Regions from separate parts of the Mus musculus genome. Here region 2 is linked to region 1. The links are chromatin contacts, called in public Hi-C maps. All regions are on one chromosome and are shown on one strand. The core of a region is the stretch at or near the end of the contact, and the rest is flanking DNA. Distances in the headings are between cores, read along the strand shown.

Region 1 (3,504 bases), core at 376-2,875:
TGTGTGCATTTTTTCAGTGATGGTAATCAAACCCACACAGTGGGCATGGAGCTACAGCAGTCCTCCCTATACTTTTATTAACTCACTTGACTGGCCTCTAAGTCACAGAGATCTGCCTGCCTCTATGTCTGGCATACTGAGACTAAAGGTGTACCCCGCCATACCTGGTCTATCACTCACTTTTTTTGTTTTGTTTTGTTTTGGTTTGGTTTTTTGGTTTTTCGAGACAGGGTTTCTCTGTATAGTTCTGGCTGTCCTGGAACTCACTCTGTAGACCAGGCTGGCCTCAAACTCTGCCTCTCAAGTGCTGGGATTAAAGGCATGCACTACCACGCCCCGATATCACTCACTTTTTACAAATAAGAGATTCCTTTGTCCTATATAAAGTCAAGATGAGAGGAGAGACAGGGAGAGACAGAGAAACAGAGAGAGACATAGACAGACAGAGAGACACAGAGAGAGAGAGACAGAGAGAGACAGGGGGGGACTCATCTTCTTCAGGTAAAAAAAGAGACATAGTATCATTGCGTATAGTTCTTAACCCAGTTGTGGTTCTGTCCTTTTTTGATGTCTGTCTATCTAGGACATAACGTCATGAGGTCAGGCAGAGGGTGAAGCTAAGCAACATGCAACTCCTGGCCCATCCTGGCACACCAGAGCACAAATCATAGTTGTTGAAATAACCGAGTGTAAATTCAGCAAGCAGAGCAGATCAAGAAAGCACGTGTACTGGGAGAAGCGAGCGAGGCAGGGGAAGAGACGCATTTCCAGGGAATTGCTGGCATTCCTTTTCTGGCTAGTTCTCTCTAGCCACAAGCTGCTGTATATCTTTGGCCAACCAACCGCAGATCAAGAGTCCCCAAAGAAAATAATTATATCCACTAGAGAACGTATACAGACGTCTGTCATTACACCACACAGCATAACAGTGTTCATACACCACTTGCAGATTATTTTAAATATTTGTGGAAATGTTTTATATAAGAAGGAGGCATTCTGCATAGGGTGCTTGAGAACCTGTGGGTGTTGGTAGCTGAACCCAATTCCTGAGATATCAAAGGCTGACCGAACAGGAATTCCACTTCTCTTAATGATACACCTCACTCCTCTCCCACCCCCCACCTTTTGAGGGGTAGGGGTTGAGACAGGCCTTGGATGTCCTGGAACTTGCTCTGTAGACCAAACTCTGCCTGCTTCTGCCTACCAAGTGCTGGGATCAAAGGCGTGCGACATCCTCTCCCAGTCACACCCCTGCATCTGAGATCGATTAACATATCCTGTGTTCAGGGCCCAGCACTGAAGTATCAACACCAGTGTCTGTCTCTGGACAACTGAGAGTCCCACCCCACAGTCCATCGCTGACCTGGCTCAGTGCCACATGCGAATGATAAAGGCATGCGTTCTGACCTGGCATGATGGTTTTCTTGCATTCCTGGCACTTGGACGAGTATTCATTGGAATAGCAGTCGGTGCACAGCAGCTGTTCCTCCTTGGCAGCAAAGGGCTTGTCCACCAGCGAGCTTCCACACCGGGAGCAATGGAAGCAGCCTTCATGCCAGTGCCGATCCTTGTAGGACAAGTCCTAGAGAGGCAGACACACAAATCGTCAGAGGCGGGACAGGAGAGGTGACACTACTGTCTGACTCAGAGCACAGGGGCCTTGGTGCACTACATTGCTGGAGTGGGTGGGTAAGAGAGGGAGGGGGAGGGCGAGGAAGGACGGCAGATTTGCCTGTGGACAAGCCTGTGCTGTATTTTCTTGATTGGTGATTGATATGGGAGAGACCAACTTACTATGGGCTGGTGGTCCTGTGTGCTATTTAAAAAGCAGGCTAAGCAAGCCACGCGGAAGTGACAAGCCAGCAATCAGCTCTTCTCCTCTGCCTCTGTATCTGTTACTGCCTCCCTGTTCCTGCTCTGACCTCCTTTAGTGATGGAGTGTGGGCTGAGAGTTGTAAGCTGAAACAAGCCTCTCCTTTGGATGTCTCTTTTGGTCTTGCTGTTTTCTCACAGCATGAGAAACCCTAACTTAGACACTGAACTAGGAGGCCTTGTTTCTGAGAGGTTCACGTTCCTCTGAACCCAGTTCTCTCCATGTCAGTGGGTTGGTCCTTTGAAGAGATGGATCAGAGACATGGCTGACACACATGCTGGACTCCCGTAAGTCTAAGTATGATGAGAGTAGGCAGTGAGAGAGCAGAAACCTAAACCTGTCTTTTGAAGGTTAAATACTGAAAGTAATTTTAGAAGAAAAAAAAATTTGGTGGGGAGATCATATGTACTTCGTTGTATATTTTGATAAGTGAAATGCAATATAATCTGCTTTAATTTGAGACCACCTGTCGGTGTGTTAAGTCACTACAAACTGCTAAGCTCATGCAATGTGTACATTATCATTATATGATATGTCATATACATATATTGGTATCATTTGGGATTAGGTATAACCTGGACTCTTTCCATACATATTCCCCATTTTTAAACTTAAACCCCTTATGGGGCCCAAGTAGCAGACAAAATAAAACAAACAGAAAATAAACGGCAGATATTTGCACGGTGAATGATGGTAATTAGGACCATGTTGTAAGCTCACGATACTGCATAGCCCTGAAATATAGTTAGTACTGAAGCTCAGAGACACTTCTAAGCTTCTCCACAGTCACACAGCTGGCATGTACCCAAGTCAGGCTGTGGTATGGTTTCCACTCACTGAACCATACCAGATGGGCGTTGAAAAGGGCCAGCTTTTTCAGAAGTTAGCTGGCCTTCCGCTGTAATACGTCATCCCACTAATGAGGGTTTTCGGTGGAAAGGCTACAGATTGCTTTCCACGGCCACCCACCATTGGACAGAAGTGAAAGAGAGAAGTCAGAAGCCTTTCTTGTAAGGTGGCCTACTGTCACCTGGCAGCAACTCTGCTCAGGGAGTGGGCACTGCACACACCAAGGGGTCACTTTTAGCTAGCAAGGAGAAAAGCTGCACAATTTTGTTACTTTTCGCTGTGACAGAACACCACAATCAAGATAACATAAAGTATTTAATTGGGCTTAAAGTTTTGGGGGATTAGAAGCCATGATGGTAGAGCAAATGCATGGCGATGAGAAGAGCTCAGCTCTCACATCTCAGAACTGTAGGCTGGAGGCAGAGAGTGTGCCACCAGATGTCACCAGTCCCACACAGACTATCGAGAAGGACAGAGTCCTTTGCATTGGTGTTATGAGACATTTGCAGAGAAACCAGCTGAATGCTCTAATTGGTCTAAGGTTTTACGGAAACTCAGAACATTTCTACAACAAAAACACAGCTGTGGTTAAAGACTGCCTAGCTGACAGTCATTTGACACTTGAAAGTTTGACCTTAAATATGAACACTGTCATGTCCTCTAGATGGACATGGCCCATCCCACTCAGAGAGCCAAGTCAGGCATGCAGAGATCACAGAAAGTCTATGAAGAGTCAGACAGAGCCATCCCTGCTGTCCTCTCGTGAACGTGGCTCTCAGTGC
Region 2 (3,504 bases), core at 420-2,919, 450 kb after region 1:
TGAAGCATCAAATAATTAATAACCAAATGCTAATTTTTCAACCAGAAAGACCCTTTCAAGAATCCTGACCTGCAAGTTTGCTGGGATCAAGCAATGCTCTTCTCTCTGTAAAATGCAATCATAGCCAAGCTAAGCAGCATTTCACTGAGAGAGTGAGTTGACCTAATGCACTCCATTTCTGAAGCTGTGACTATATCATCTCAAAGGGTAATGCATGCAAAGCATGAGCTCATTTACCCTTGAGATGTCAGTAACCACTGCGTCTTCAGCTCCACATATTACAGGAAAAGCCGTTTTTGTAATCTAGAGTCCTTATTTTAATATGCTGTACTGTCATCTCAAGACATATTCAGGTCTAAGTAGACTGATGGCAGTGTAGGTCACGGATGGCCCATAAGTCCTCCACAGTGCTTTCTCAGCAATCAGCAGTTGCAGGTGCTTTGTGATATAAAGCTACCCCATGCATGATGTACCAGATATTAGAAATTGGATGTCAGCCACTGAAACTACCTATGAGGCCACGGAACCTTTTCATCTGTCAAGTTGTTGTAGAAACCTTAGTAATAGAAAGTCTAATCATTAAGAACATAGAACAAGGTTCTGAAGAGATATCTAAGCCATTAAAAGCGCTGGTTATTCTTCATGAGGGCCCAGGTTCAGTTCCCAGATCTCATAAGGAAGCTCACAATGATCTCTAATTCCAGTTCTAAGGGGTCAGACGCCCTCTTCTGGGCCTTCTCAAGCACCAAGGATGTATGTGTTACATAAACATGCATGCAGACAAAACACCAGTACATATAACATAAAATGGTATTAAGAAGGAAAGGAGGAGGAAGAGGAGGAGGAGGAGGAGGAGGAGGAGGAGGAGGAGGAAGAAGAAGAAGAAGAAGAAGAAGAAGAAGAAGAAGAAGAAGAAGAAGAAGAAGAAGAAGAAGAAGAAGAAGAAGAAGAGGGGAGGAGGAGGAGGAGGAGGAGGAGGAGGAGGAACACAATGGATTGCTTAGGAGGACCAGGACCAGCAGAAGTGATATGAATGGGGCAGTGTTTGGCTCACTTGGGCTCACAAGGCACATGCAGTTCAGGGTAGCAATTCCTTTGGTGTTTTGCAAGACTTCAGCCACCCAGCTGTGGACAGTGCACAGTCCTAGGGAAATCAGGTTTGCTTATTACCTGGGATCATGCTACCAGAGGAATGGGTGCTAGGTTCAAGTTTCAAGCCTCCAAATGGTCCACACAGCAACCACAACCAAGTTTATATGTGTCCTGCAAAACCCAACCATTGAGGGCTGGTGCCACTCCTCAGGACCTTCACTTACTCCAGCTATCCAGCTGCCCCTAGCTTTTTTTCCTGCCACCTTTCTTTGTTTCCAGCTCAGTCTATACTACTGAAAGTAGGCTGGGAAAGGGAAGTCTACAGGGGAAAAAAAAAGCTTTCTTTGTTGGACCTGGTAATGTAACACCAGGGGAAACAGGACACTCATTGTGTGAGTCTAACAACCTGTTTATATGCTGGAGAAAGGGCATCTGGACCAATCAGGTGTTTATGTGGATAATCACTGTGCCAGGGAAAGTACTCCCTCCCTGGCCATGTTTGTGATTGCAAAAAGACTGGTAAGAACTGTTCAAACAACCCTCGCTTGCAGAGACTATGCCTTCAGGAGTCTGGAAGCTCAGCCACAGTCTTGCACAGCTGTCTCTGAGCAACATGGCTGGAGCAAGCATAAGGGTGGACTTTCTGGCCGTTAGACTGAAAGTCTTTTTTTTTTTTTTTGGCTCAAGGCAGCAAGGCAGAGTCCCAAAGCTGCTAATTAGGGAGTCAAACTGCCCCACCCCCAGTGCCCTTGCTTCTTCACAGAAAAATGAGCATTAGGAAGAGTAGTTATGATATAAACCTATAGAATCTGCCATAATAAAAGTGATTTGAGAAGACTTTAACAAATATAAACAACGCTTACAGCTCTAAAAGTGGAGCTTCTGTTGCTTCATCCTGGTCTGACTCAGGAGTCAGTTGCCCATCGCGTAGGTGAAGTTCAGAAACTACACAGAGCACATTCTGTCTTTTGAAACACAGGGAAGCCCTAAATAAACCCATTGATTTCACTAGCTTTTAGTTACTTGCGTTCATCATTCCTGTTAGAAGCCATGTCCCTGAAAAGTAAAGCAACCGACCCTTACTAGCTCTGTTGCAGGAAATGCCTCTACTGCCTGTTATATTGTTGGTAACTGATTTCACACTCATTTGTGGAATTTGGAGATACCCTGGTATAGTTTAAGCCAAAGAACCAGTTCTTCACTTGAACCTCTGCAAGTGTTTGTGAGCAACATTTTGGTGTTAAAGGGCCCAGAAAATCTGCACAGAGCTAACAGCTCTGTTTTGTCATCATGTGTCCTATGAAAAGCCATGAAGTTTGATTACCTGTGTGCAGGCCACCGATTAGGCCACCCATCTTTACTTCCAACACATTCCCTGTTTCCTCCACCTACCTAGTTCATTTAGCATATGAAACCTCTAAACTCCATCTTGAGGATGCTGATTGGTGTCTACCCACCCCACCTTTCCAGTTTGCTTCCTGATAAACTCTTTTGCAAAACTTGCCATTTAAGTGGATGGTGGAAAGTATAGGGTGTGGCTTGGTGTTACCACTAGTACTCTCAAATAACCAGCCCCATGAGAAGTAAAACTTCCTATAATAAGAACAAGTCAAAGAAAATGGGACAGAATGGGAGCAGTGGGATCAAGAAACAGCAGCAGGGTGAAGATGAATCAACAAAACAAATGGAGACCAGGAAGAACAACCAATGGAGTGGACAGGAAGCCACGCTTTCTTGAGTATCCAGGAAACAGGTGAGAAAGACAGTTCAAATGGAGGAAACCATCAGTGGGGCCAAACACTCTTGAGAGTGAACCACAGCAAGAGGAACAAAGAAGGGGTAAATGAATGAGAACCCCAACTGTGTGTGTGTGTTTCCTTCATTTATATCTGTATGCAACATGTGTACCTGGTGCCCATAAAGGCCAGGAGAGGACACTGGGTACCCTGGAAGCATAGATACAGATGGTAGTAAGTGGACACATGAGTCCTCTAGAAGAGTAGCCAGTGCTTTTAACCTCTCAAGCACCCTTATTGGATTCTTTGTAAGAAACAATGAATACTGAAACTGCAATTGGGTATATACACTGGTCAATCAAGTTGTAACTGCAAAGGGAACACAATATTAAAGCTAAAGAACTCTGTCTCTATCTCTCCCAGGCCCTCCCCTGACATGTGTGGAATAAACCTGAAAAAACTCTGCCAGACCCTGACCAAGCCCTTATATTGAAACTCCAGCTCTCTCCCCCTCACTGATGTCATTAAACCCAATTATCCATTATATATCACATATCCTGATAACCTGGGAAGGACAGTTTCTAAAATGGCCTTGTCTAGACAAGCAGCTCAAGGAGGAAGAAACTGAGCTACATGTAGCCCTAGCAGTTACACTTAGTTCCCCACTCCCCATACT

What was found. Hi-C and Micro-C count contacts between places; a contact is called where the count stands out from the background.
Region 2: a contact with region 1 is called in a Hi-C map of neural progenitor cells, with 2.7 times the contacts expected there. The contact joins two enhancer-like sites. A contact is called at or near these places in 1 of 15 datasets of contacts at CTCF or cohesin (large pre-B cells) and 1 of 484 Hi-C or Micro-C datasets (neural progenitor cells).

The regions. Positions count from the first base shown.
Region 1 is chr1:43,140,291-43,143,794 of GRCm38.p6, forward strand. It overlaps Fhl2 (four and a half LIM domains 2), which reads right to left. Exons shown (of 6, transcript NM_010212.4): 3 at 1,408-1,582. Among named protein-coding and RNA genes, the nearest start is that of Fhl2, 22 kb to the right of the region's middle. Within about 2 kb of position 1,626, at least 51 of the 459 cell types and tissues checked have an H3K27ac peak or open chromatin away from gene starts, as enhancers often do. A contact at or near this core is called in neural progenitor cells, where this site is marked.
Region 2 is chr1:43,589,387-43,592,890 of GRCm38.p6, forward strand. No RefSeq gene overlaps it. Among named protein-coding and RNA genes, the nearest start is that of Gm38628, 89 kb to the right of the region's middle. Within about 2 kb of position 1,670, at least 17 of the 459 cell types and tissues checked have an H3K27ac peak or open chromatin away from gene starts, as enhancers often do. A contact at or near this core is called in neural progenitor cells, where this site is marked.